Regions from separate parts of the Arachis hypogaea genome. Here region 1 is linked to region 2. The links are chromatin contacts, called in public Hi-C maps. All regions are on one chromosome and are shown on one strand. The core of a region is the stretch at or near the end of the contact, and the rest is flanking DNA. Distances in the headings are between cores, read along the strand shown. Region 1 holds the start of LOC112772564 (dnaJ protein homolog). Region 2 overlaps LOC112771130 (outer envelope protein 39, chloroplastic).

Region 1 (6,573 bases), core at 3,291-5,790, 46 kb after region 2:
GCCACAAATAAGTTAGAAAATTAAATAATTTCCTAACATATATATGTATATATGACATTTTCTGTTACCATGTATTTATCTATGATATGGCTTTAAATGTTAACTTTGCGAACAACTAAAAGATTTTCTTTCACCATAAGTAAGTTAATCACGTTGAACCAATAAAGGCTTATATTAACATTTGCTTATGAAATCTAAGTCTAGAGCCAAGTAGGTCCTTACGACAAGTAACACCTAAACATTTGACATTGATCATGACGTGTTAAAAGTTGGGGTGTTACCAAAATTAGAGGTCGGGGATGAAGTTCAATACGAAACATGACTTTATTGAAGCAGTGAGGGAGCTTACCATACATGAGGGGAGATAAATCAATTTCAGAAGGAATGAGAGTTATAGGGTGAGAGTTGTTTGCAAGTACAAGAAAGAGGGTTGTATTTGGGTTGCATATGCTTCTATGGATCATGAAGAGACTTGTTGGTAGATGAAGACATTCAACAATGTCCACATATGTGCTAGGAGGACTAAGAATAAGGCAGCAAACAGAAAGTGGCTTACCTCAAAGCTAGTCAAAAAATAAGAAAATATCCTAACCTAAAACATGGAGAAGCGTCTGATTGTTTTAAGAGGAAGTGTGATCTTGAGTCCTCTCTGACTAGAGCATTAAGTGATGCAAAAAATATTGTTTATGGGGATGTGGCAGCACAATACACACTCGTCAGAGACTATGCAGAGAATCTTCTAAAAAGTACCCCTGGCTCAACTTTTAAAATAGGAGTGAAGCCGCAACCTGAAGGAGATCCAATTTTCGAAAAAAATGTACATATGCCTTGATGGATGTAAGAAAGGCTTCAAGGCTAGATGTCACCCTCTAATTGGATTAGATGGATCCTTTTTTAAGACTCACTTTGAAGGCAAATCCTATCCGCAGTTGGACAAGACACCAACAACCACATATATGTCATCACCTGGGCCATTGTAGAGGTCGAGAACAAAGACAATTGGTGATGGTTTTTAGAGCTTCTACTGGATGATCTGGGTGATTACACTCGTAATGGTTGGTGCTTCATGTCGGACAAGCAGAAGGTAAAATTTAATATTTAAAACAATTTTGAGTGCTATGTTGAGGGACTATGTTGGGACATAATATAAAATTTAGGGTTCGGTTAGGTCATAAAGTAGAATTTGGAGGGCTTAATTAGGGCTCGATTACAATAAATGTTAACTTTGTTGCATATTATGGTAGGGGTGAATTCCAGCAGTTCGTGAATTGATGCCTGAAGTGCATCATAGGTTTTGTGTGTGGCACATGTGGAGGAATTTTAACAAGCAATAAAAAGAGGAAGAGTTGAGAAGCTTGTTATGGGAATGTGCAAGGGAGACAACAAGGCATGGCTTTGAGCAGAAGATGGAGAAGATAAAGAGAAATAATGAAGATGCCTGGGCCTACTTGAACAAATGGCCAAAGAAATCATGGACCAAGGCATACTTTAGCCATGGTCCTAAGATGGATAACATTTATAATAATGCATACGAAATATTCAATGTAAGGATAAAGGAGTACAGGGCAAAGCCTATAATCACTCTACTAGAGGAAGTCCGCATGTTCGTCATGAGAATAATTACAAAAAAATAAAGTGAAACTGCAACACCACATAGGCAGGTTACCTCCTATTCAAAGGAGCAGACTAGAGAAGATAAGGAAGGAATCACAAAAATGGCGTCCGGTGTGGTCTGGAGATGATAGATATCAGAGATTTGAGATTCATTGATGGTCAACAAACATGGCTATTGATTTGGGGAAGCAGATATGCACATATAGATTCTGGCATATTACAGGTATAAGTTTGTTTTGTTGCTTATTTGCTACTAGTTATAAACTGTTTCAGGCATACATTTTTGCTATAATTGTGAACTATTGTAGGTACTATATTTTTGGTTGAAATAAATGTGTTAGGCATGCAATTTAGGTTGGGACAAATTCTGATTGGATGTAATCTGTTTTTGGTTGGAACAAATTCTAAATTCATGTAAAATGTTTTTGGTTGGAAAACAAATTCTGATTGGATGTAAACTGGCTTTTAGGCATGCCATGTGTCCATGCATGTGTTGTAATAGCTAAACTGAATGAAAATCCTAAAGACTATTGTCACACTTGGTTAACCATGGATTCATATAGAGCAACATATGTCCATTCGTTAAATTCTATCCCTGGACAAGCAATGTGGGAGAAGTCTCAGTATAGTAGACCTGAAGCACCCAAAATTTAAAGAAAGCCTGGTCCTTTGAAGAAGAAAAGACGGAAGGATGTAGATGAGGAGCCTTCAGTAAGTAAGAAGAGTAAGACTGGAGCAATGAAACTAAATAGAAAGTACAAGGAGTTTACTTGTACTTATTGTGGGATAAAATGTCACAAGCTGCTCCCACAAAAAAGCTTATGATATTGCAGTTGCCTTTGCTGCTGTTGCAACAGCAGTAATTTCTAAGAAGAAAAAAGGGGTTTCTAATGCAAATAAAACCATAGAGGGTGTGTTTGCATAAGACGAAAAAGGAGAGGCTGACCCTGCTCCAACTACTGATGTTGCTACTTCTGAGACCCCAACAAATGCTAATGCTCCTTCAGATATTGTGATATCTCAATCACCTTTTTCACAAGAAGATGGAGAACAAATAACCATTCAATTTGTCCTTATATTTGTGGATTTAAGGTTTATTTTAATTATCTATTCAGTTTAATTATGTCTCAAACTGATCCGGACTTGTATTCTACTCATGCAACTATAGATAATTTCTGCAAAGAAGCCCAACAAATTACAACCAAAGAGAAACACATCTCCAGTCCCAAGAACAACTAGTATTAATCCAATGTAAAGAGCAAATTCTAGAACATCTTTAAGAATGACTGAAGTCATAAAATTTGTCCGTACACTAGGGATGAAGCCAGCCTTCAAACCTCCTAGAAAGAAGTGATTGATTTCCAGCCGTGATGGATTATTATAATTAGGATAGTTGCTTTTTTAATTATGTTTATCTTGTGTCACTAAAACATGGTTATATGTGTGTCTATATACTTGGCTATTCATGACTTTCTGAATGTATTTTGTTGATACTCTATTATGTTTATTTTAGTCAGCTTGTTTTGTTCAGTTAATAACAAACAATGCCTTTGGATATTGGTTATGCATGCCTTCTTTTTTTGGATCCTAAATGTAGAGACTTGATTTAAAATTTATGAATGGTACTAACATGTTTAATATTTAGCTACAATTCTTTACTATTGTAATATTACATATATACCAGAGGAGCTAAAACATGCTCTTTTTTTTTTTTTTTTTCATATTTGCTTTCTACAATGCTTTCATTCAACCCTAAACATATACACCATCAGATACACAATTTTAATCAAAATTTAACCATGCTTATACCATACACAACAATCACAAACACACCTAAACAAATAAGCAAACTTAAAATACTAATTGATAGTTTCAAACACTTAATTTCAGCTTCTATTGAAGTAATTTTCCATGCTAAATTCATCTTCTAACTCTCATTATTACTTTCAAGTTGTGCTTTGCCCACTAAATTCTGTTCTTCCTCGGCATCTGTCCACATAAAAAAATCACACCACATTCTCCCAAAATTCTGTCAACTCCTCAATAACCAAGAAAAAGAAAAAAAAATTTAGCATACCCATCAACAAAAGTACCAGTAGCAATACATTAAAGAAGACATTGCATTTACATTATAATTTAGATACCCATAAAAAGGTCTTTTAAGATTGACATTCGTCCCAAATCACCGAACTACTGGATGCATTCCACAACCACACTAATCATGAATCTTTCCCAATCTCCCACAATTAAAGTTCCTTACGAAAGCACCATGAGAACATGACCACGCAGAGTTTTAGGAAAAGAGAGATGCAAATTAGGGTTTTAACATCTTTAGAAGGGTTAAATTGAGTAAAATCAAATTTTGTCACATCATTTAACCATTACACATCTATCTTAGTAACTTAAAGCGCCATATCAAATCTTCGTTCACAAAGATAACTCTAAAGACAAACGTGAGTCATGATCTAATATTTAAAGATTTTAATTGAGTAATTTTAAATTTAAATATCGAAATTGACTTCGAATATAACAAACTACAATTTTAATATAACAAACTACAATCCAAACACACATTTAATAAATAGGAAAGCTACTTTGGCCAGTAATAATGGTACTAAGTTCGATAAATGAACGAAGCCGTTAGGTAAGCCTGGCGCCAAGAGGAGGGGACAAAAGAAAGAAACAGCTATAAACTAAAAAGCTGAAAAACAATAAAAAATAAAAACAAAAATAAAAAGCTAAAACATAAAAAGAAAAATAAACAACGATTTAAAATGCTGGCTAACGAGGGAAGAAGGATCTAGAACAAATTCCCCATCTCGCACAACAAAAAATATAGAAAAAAAAAACATAAATAAATAATAAAATAGTCAATTATCATTAAATTTATCATTTTTATAGCATATAAAACACTATTTTAATTCAAAAATTAAATATTTATTTTCTCACCTCACAGATCTAACGGTCGATGCTTCTAAATTTTTTTTTTGTCAGACTCACAATTCACAAAAGCATAAAATCAAATAAATTATTCTAGACTCTTCTCTATAACCTATCTAACAACCAGGATTCGATCCAAACCGTCCATCAAATCAACGACCGTGCCGCTTTATATATACCCCTTGCAGAAATTCATCCTTGTGTTTCGCTTCGCTTATACCTCCTCTGAAAGAAAGAGATCTGGAGTCTTCATGTTCTCGCGCCAGTTGGTTACATACACCACGCCAACCTTATTTTGGGGGGAAATATAATTAGGGTTTCGTTTCTTCGATCGATCAATCGATCGGAATCGGTTTCTGTTGAATTGTGATCTGAATTTGATTGTGTTGTGAGATTGTGAAGATGTTTGGGAGGGCGCCAAAGAAGAGCGATAACACCAAGTACTATGAGATCCTCGGAGTATCGAAGGAGGCTTCGCAGGACGATTTGAAGAAGGCTTACAAGAAAGCCGCCATCAAGAATCATCCTGACAAAGGAGGTGATCCTGAGAAGGTAGCCATCCTAATGATTCCATTCGGAAAACTCTGAATAGAATTAATAATTTAAATTGATTCTTAATTAGTGGTGATTATTTGTTGACGAAATTGTTTAGGATATAATTGTTTTTTATTTCAATGTTATTGCGATTCTGATTTGCTAATTTGCGGTTGTGATTAGTTTACGTAGTAGTGATGTGGTAGATTGCACTTCGCCAGAGTGATTATGACTGTAGTTTGTTTATTGGTAGCTGCGGTGATCGATCGAGAGAAATCATGTGAGACGAGGCCTTACACTTTCACGTTTTCTTTCTGTATTTTTGGTGTGTAGTTTAAAGAGCTGGCACATGCTTATGAGGTGCTGAGTGACCCGGAGAAGCGTGAGATTTATGATCAATATGGTGAAGACGCACTTAAGGAAGGAATGGGTGGCGGTGGTGGTGGCCATGATCCATTTGATATCTTCCAGTCTTTCTTCGGGGGAAGTCCATTTGGCTCCGGTATGGTTTTACGGACAATTCTTTTTATGGGAGCCGTCAAAGCTAGCATTTATAAAGAAATTAAAGGTTTCTAAAATTGTTTCGTTGAGCAGGTGGTGGCGGCAGTAGAGGCCGGAGGCAGAGACGTGGCGAAGATGTGGTTCACCCCCTGAAGGTCTCTTTGGAGGACCTTTACCTTGGGACTTCAAAGAAGCTTTCTCTTTCACGGAATGTCTTGTGTTCTAAATGCAACGGGTGTGTTTTGATTTCGGCATTGTTGGTTTGCATGCTTGTTGGCCCTTTTTTCAACAATTGGTTCTTACAGAGTGCACGGCTTGTTTTGTAATTGATTACAGGAAAGGGTCGAAATCTGGAGCTTCAATGACATGTGCTGGCTGTCAAGGTACTGGTATGAAGGTTTCCATTAGGCACCTTGGTCCCTCTATGATTCAGCAAATGCAGCATCCTTGCAATGAATGCAAGGGTACTGGAGAAACAATCAATGAGAAAGACCGGTGCCCACAATGCAAGGGCGAGAAAGTCGTCCAAGAGAAGAAAGTGCTCGAGGTCCATGTGGAGAAGGGAATGCAGAACGGGCAGAAGATTACATTCCCTGGTGAAGCTGATGAAGCAGTATGTTGAGCATTTAAGTCATATTATTACTGATATTGAATTGTATATACTAAAGGATTTGTGCTGACTTCGATCTTCTGCATTTCTTGCAGCCCGATACAGTCACTGGAGATATTGTCTTTGTCCTTCAACAGAAGGAACATCCCAAGTTCAAGAGAAGGGATGAAGACCTCTTTGTTGAGCACTCGCTGTCCCTGACTGAGGCTTTGTGTGGCTTTAAGTTTGTGCTCACTCACTTGGATGGGCGGCAACTTCTCATCAAGTCAAATCCTGGTGAAGTTATTAAGCCTGGTACGTAAATGTTGCATCTATGCATTGTGCATTTTTGCTCCTCCAAGTTTTCCGAATGATTGAAAATTGTGATTCGTTTC
Region 2 (6,167 bases), core at 1,090-3,589:
TACTCTTTGATTTTGGTAATAGACAATGTTGAATTGGAAACTAATTATGATAAACCATCTTGTAGCATGTCCGTCCATTGAACGATGATGGTCACTCGATAAGTAGAGATCATGATGGGTTGCCTTTGACTTGCAGGTAATAATGGATTCTACATTCTAGTAGCTAGTATTTCATTTCTCCTGTTGTTGGACTGATTTTGACCTTATGATATACATTGCTTGCAGTGGTACTACACATGACAGTATGGTAGTGTTAAAGCAAGAGTCTCGATATACGAAGGCAAATGATCGTAGCTTTTTCCATGTAATACAATCAATTCTTATCTGCAGTTTGCTTACTATCTATATACGATTGATTACAAAGATATTGTTGTGTATTTGTTGGCTGACCAGATGCTTGTCTGTTTCAGTTTAATCTTCAAATAGAGCAAGGCATTCCAGTTCTTTCCAAGTGGCTAATCTTTAATCGTTTTAAATTTGTTGCTTCTAAAGGAATCAAACTTGGACCAGCATTTTTGTTAACAAGGTTGGTAATTATGACATTTTAATAGTATATTTACTATTTCATGTCTTTCCTACATTATGAGTCCTAATTTCAACAAGAATTCTGGATATCCTGTTTACCGTTTCTTCTGACAGACTTACAGGTGGTTCAATTGTTGGTGACATGGCTCCTTACCAAGCATTTTCCATTGGAGGGATTGGGAGTGTGCGAGGGTATGGTGAAGGAGCAGTAGGGTCTGGGAGATCTTGTCTGGTGGCTAATAGTGAACTAACACTCCCTTTGGTAAGCAATAGCCTTATAAGCAACTCTTATACTCTTATAAGCTATTTATTGTTAAATTGAAGTGCCTAGAACTAAACCCCCTGAGGTCATCTTTACTGTAGAACAAGATGTTAGAAGGTGCCATTTTTATGGACTGTGGAACAGACTTGCGCTCTGGTCATCTTGTACCGGGTGAGTTGTCATTCTGCTGAGAATAGGTCTATTTGTCCGCTTGTTGATATAATACATAATAAAGCGACATTTGATTTAGGAGGAGGAAAAAGAAAAAGATTGGCTTGAAGAGGTTCATGTAATAACAACTGCAAGCTATAAAAAAAGCAAGTCATCCATAATTTGACATGTGAACTCAAAGTCATACATTTTTATGTGGCAGGAGAATTATTCCAGGCTTTTCCCATGTTATTCTACTCGTGATTTCATGTCTAAATTGTGCAAGCTAATACATAGAAGTTCCATTCATGTCTAAATTAGTTATCGTGAATTTAGTTTTTTTTTTTTTTTTTTTTTTAACACACTCCTTTGGCGTGTGTTGTCGAGAGGTTTCCATTTTGGATTTAGTTTGTCGTTTTTGGTTTCTTTGTGATGATGCCTTACTGGATTTTGAACTTGCTCTCATGGCATTGATCTCTTGGAAATTCAGGAAATCCAGCAATGAGACAGGGTAAACCAGGATCTGGTGTTGGTGTGGGATATGGACTTCGATTTAAGTCACAGTTCGGCCACTTTCAAGTCGATTATGCCATAAATGCATTTCAGCAGAGAACTCTCTATTTTGGCCTCAGCAACCTTGCTTCATGAGATCCATACATTCTTTTTTTTCCACTGGTCATTTCTCATTTCTCATCATTTCCTATGGAAGATGGATTGTTGAAGACACAGAAGCTGCAATATTTTGTTGTCGATTCTCGGCATCATCGGTTTTATGAACTCCAATAATATTCCTTCTGGTTCTAAATAACTGTCGGCTCGGACGAAATTGGCGCAATAGAAACTCAATGAACACAGTATATCCAGATTTCATTTATTAACTAATTTGCCACTTTGTCCAAGTTGATAGTTATTTGGAACCTGAAGGAGTATATTTCTAGCTTAGAAGTATATTTTTCATTCTTTTTCACACAATTCATGATAGTTGAAATTCTGATGGCATGTTTTTTAATTTGGTTTTGGATAAATGAGTACATATTATTTACTGTAAATTGCTCTCAAGCTAATGGTAGATAGAATTATATTCTTATACATGAATCTCAGCACATAAGCAGACAATTAACCCTCAGATCTTGTAGATATTTTGTAATTTAGTTACAATTTTAGTTAATTAAGGTGGCAACAAAAAAAAGAGTTTGTAGTAGTTTTATAGTCTTTCGTAATTCATATAATCATATGGCTATAACCAACATCTGAAATGACACAAAAAAACGATTAGTAGTGACATTGTTACATAACCATTTTATCAACCAACAAAAATTCAGTGACTTACTTCTTCTATTTATATTTTTTGGGCCCTTTAATACATTAGGATTTTATTGGGCCTATAAAATCTTTAATAGACCAAGACATCTGGCCCATTAAGAAAGGTATCTCACCTAGCTGAAGTTTAACAGAAGTTACTGTCATGACCAAAACAAAAATACAAAAGTTACTGCAAAATAATAGAAATTAGGGTATTAACTGAAATTAAATATTTGTTTAAGCAGGATCGTATCTGCAGAGTTAATATTTTTATCTTGTAATAATTAGATCTTTGATAATAAAATTCAGCTCTCCCATTAAAAGAAAAAAAAAATGTGCCTCATCAATTCAAAGAGTTCATAATATTGTGATTACCAATGTTTGTTTATTCATAAATGGAGATTCCAACAAAACAAACAAGATTCGAAACCAGAAAGGTTCTGCTGTACCGCTGCCTGTACGTGAATCATCTGCCTTCAATTTAATCATTTATAAATAAATTATTCCGAAAGTGATGGTAACAAACTAACAATGATATATTGACTTTGTGTCAAATCTAATTTCTAAGTTGTAACCCATTTATCATAGTTAATTAATAAATAATAAATTCCAGTGTCACGTGAACACTAAAGAAATTTGATAAAACATGCTCGTCAAAGTTGTCGGGTTAGCTCTGTCATTGGCTGAAGTATCCAAGATGAGACATCATTAAAACATTAAGCATCAATTATTAATTCAACTATATTATGTGTACACTAAAATCAGCTCTTATTATTAGTTATTAGTATAAAATATATATTGAAATATAAATACATAAAAAAATAAATTAAACTATATATATTTATACATAAATGTATTAATAACTAATTTTAATAATTAATTTTAATGTATAAATAATATTTTTATTTGTCACTGTAGATTTCTTTTTTTTTATTTTCTTTTATTAACAAATAAGTAATTTAATTTGATTATTTACATGAAGTGAGGATCGAGAAATCAGTGGCGTGTGCAAAAGACTAGTGGTGGAAGTGAGCCAATTAAACTCAAGTTCCAATAATGAAAATTGAGTTCAAATTATGGTTGATTACGGTTCAACTTTAACTCAAATATTAACATGTATTTTTTTTAGTAATACCCTAAATAGGTCCTCAAGAAATTTATGTTTAGACAAATTTGTCCCCAACGAAATTTAACTAAAATTTTGTTCTTGACCTTCTTAGCTATACACCAGATATGTCCCTACACCAGGTTCAGCCAGTCAGGTCTAAGGTTGACGTCCTACGTGGAAGTAACCTGGCTAACATGTCGGGTTAAGAGTGACGCGTCACGTCGAGGACAGTTTGGTCTCTGTGCTTACAGGACAAAACGACGTCGTGTTGGGGCACAGGAGAACGATTTCGTTTTTCAAGGGACAAATAGGTCCCGGCGATGGAGGGTAATGTAACCAAACGATGCCGTTTGATTTGGGGGCCAAATTAAAATTAGGTTGTGTAGTTGATGATGGTTGCTGGAATTGATTATGGCTAGTGGAGGGACGACGTCAACTGGAAGTCGGAGACAATGTGGAAGAAGTATTACTGGCGAGTTGAGTGCTGACAGTGAGACGACTGGATTCGGGAGGGGTCGACTGAGAAAAGGAGAACATCCCAAGTGATTTTGCAGGACATTAGCTGTCATATGCAGGTCGCGCACGACAGAAAATCCGAATAGGTTGTTTTTTGGTTGTCCTTATTTCAAGGTATTGGAGAGTATTTTTGTTGTGTCATGTGTGATAATTGCCATGGGTCTGTAAAATTGTTTCCCATGTTGTTGTTGTGATTGTAAGAGAAGCAAGGTTATTGTGAATTTTTTGCATGGTTTGATGAGATTTTTGGGTATGCGATGGAGGATGTAGTCGAAGGATATAGATTGGCTTCTGTGGACACTGGTGCAGGTGATGAAGGTGTTGTAAGTTTGAACGATGGCTTGGAAGACAGAGTGAAGCAATTGGAGAATTTGTTGTGGAAGAAAGATGAGGATAACCAATTTGTGAAGAAGCATAATATTTTCGACTTTCTTAGGGGTGTAATATGTGGTGCATTGATAGGTGTGGTTGTGTTTTGTATATTTGTGGTGGCTGTTTAGGCAAACTGGATTCTATGTTAATAATCAAGTTATTGTATTGAAATGTGTATTCATGGTTAGATAGATATTAGATGGACATGCATTATATTGATTAACTCAATTGTGGTCAAATAGGATAAAAGAAATATATTGCTTTTGGGTTGTTGCAACCATATATCAAAAGGGTGAAGTAACTGATATTCACAATATTGTAACTACACAAGTAATTTGATTTAGTAGCAACATAACTCAAATGAAACAAAACAAAGGTCTGTTTCCTTCAACATACACCAAAAGCAAACCAAACTAAACAAAAGGTCTGTTGTCTTAAACACAGAGAACACCAAAACAAAACAAACCAAACAAAGAGGTTCTATTTTCTCAAACATAACAAAATATGGTGTTTATAATAAGTTGCACACTGATTCTTAAAAGGGTAATTTCTTCTTATATTGGTTCAATCCCGGTGTTGGGATGAATTTAAACATTTCAGATACTGCCTGACTGGTGGTAGCTACAGTCGTATCTACACCGACACTCCCCTGTACCTGGGGCCTCCTAATTGTTTGCTTTGGACGTCTGAACGGTTACTGAGCCTAGAATTTACAAGATTGTTATGAGTATATTTTTTACAAATTTCAAACATACACATTAATCTAATTACAAGTAGCATACTTTGGGTTTGCTTGAGACATTAGTTGTGGCTTGTGAGGGAGGATTTTCAGTTTGAGTCTCATGAGAGGCAGGATTAAGAGGTTGTATGCTACCTTCTACAGATCCTTCATTTTGTATGACCAATTATAAGGTAGTTAAGTACCCAAATAATAATTTATAAGACAATTAGTTCCCTATAGAATAATATTTATGGTGCAAATAGGTCCCCACGTACAGGGGCAATAGTCTACACCACAACTAATGTGCAAACTAAGACTCTGCAAGTGAAAACTAATGCAATAGATGTTACCTGAGATAACGGGGCTGATTGAGAAATATTCATCTCATACTATGGCTGGGCTTGCTTCTTCTTTCCTTTGCCCTTTGAAGATTATCCTTGCTGGGGTGCCCCTTTGCATGTTTTGGAATTGTGACCAATTTCTCCACACTTGGAGTATGTAACTCTGAAGGTCTTCTTGGCCTTTGTCCCATCAGGGCCGTCTTCCACTGCATCAGGTCTCCTTCGCTTCACAGGACGCCCAATTGGTCTCTTAATTTTGGGGGGTACGGAACTAACTACTCAAGATTTATCCCAATATTTCTCACTGTTGATAGGGCTTATGGAGTGAGCATAGATAGCCCTAAATACATCCATCTTCAGCCATTGATGGACATATCCCTCTGGTCTATCTCCTCTTCTGCCAATTGCAGCTATTGCATGCACACAAGGGATCTTTGGTGTCTCATGTAAATTGGAGTTGTAATTAATATATGATAAATATATCAGAATTTTAAACCCAACAGCATGTTAAGCACACCATAGAAAATATCCTTTAAGACAACCCAGAAAATTCCAATGGAGCACTAATTAAGAAATTAATCCAAGGAAAATATAACCATTACCTGTAAGTTGCCACATGTTACAAGAACATGTACTGTTTTCTAGATCCACCCCCAATTTCTTTATGTGATATTGCACCTCAAAAATTTGTTTGGCATCATCACTAGTCCATTGAGCAGTCCAGTATTTGCATTCTTTCATGATGTCATCCATCATCTTTTGTTGCACTGGTGCCACTATGCTTGTGTAGGTGCTCAAAATTCTCTTATGCTGGGTCATCCTCCTCATGATGTAGCATCTCAACTCTTTCAGCATTGTCAAAATGGGTTT

The links. A called contact is a pair of places that touch in the nucleus more often than the background predicts.
Region 1: a contact with region 2 is called in a Hi-C map of leaf, with 2.0 times the contacts expected there. The contact joins the promoter of LOC112772564 here to the enhancer-like site in region 2. A contact is called at or near these places in 3 of 8 Hi-C or Micro-C datasets (leaf and an unstated tissue).

What each region holds. Positions count from the first base shown.
Region 1 is chr18:7,194,540-7,201,112 of arahy.Tifrunner.gnm2.J5K5, forward strand. LOC112772564 (dnaJ protein homolog) reads left to right here and starts at 4,541. Exons shown (of 6, transcript XM_025817532.2): 1 at 4,541-5,106; 2 at 5,422-5,590; 3 at 5,683-5,824; 4 at 5,926-6,202; 5 at 6,295-6,493. The coding sequence starts at 4,957.
Region 2 is chr18:7,150,967-7,157,133 of arahy.Tifrunner.gnm2.J5K5, forward strand. LOC112771130 (outer envelope protein 39, chloroplastic) reads left to right here. Exons shown (of 11, transcript XM_025815760.3): 6 at 66-136; 7 at 226-304; 8 at 411-526; 9 at 640-787; 10 at 889-958; 11 at 1,428-2,026. The coding sequence ends at 1,585. Among protein-coding and RNA genes, the nearest start is that of LOC112771129, 4.5 kb to the left of the region's middle. Within about 2 kb of position 2,340, at least 2 of the 3 cell types and tissues checked have open chromatin away from gene starts, as enhancers often do.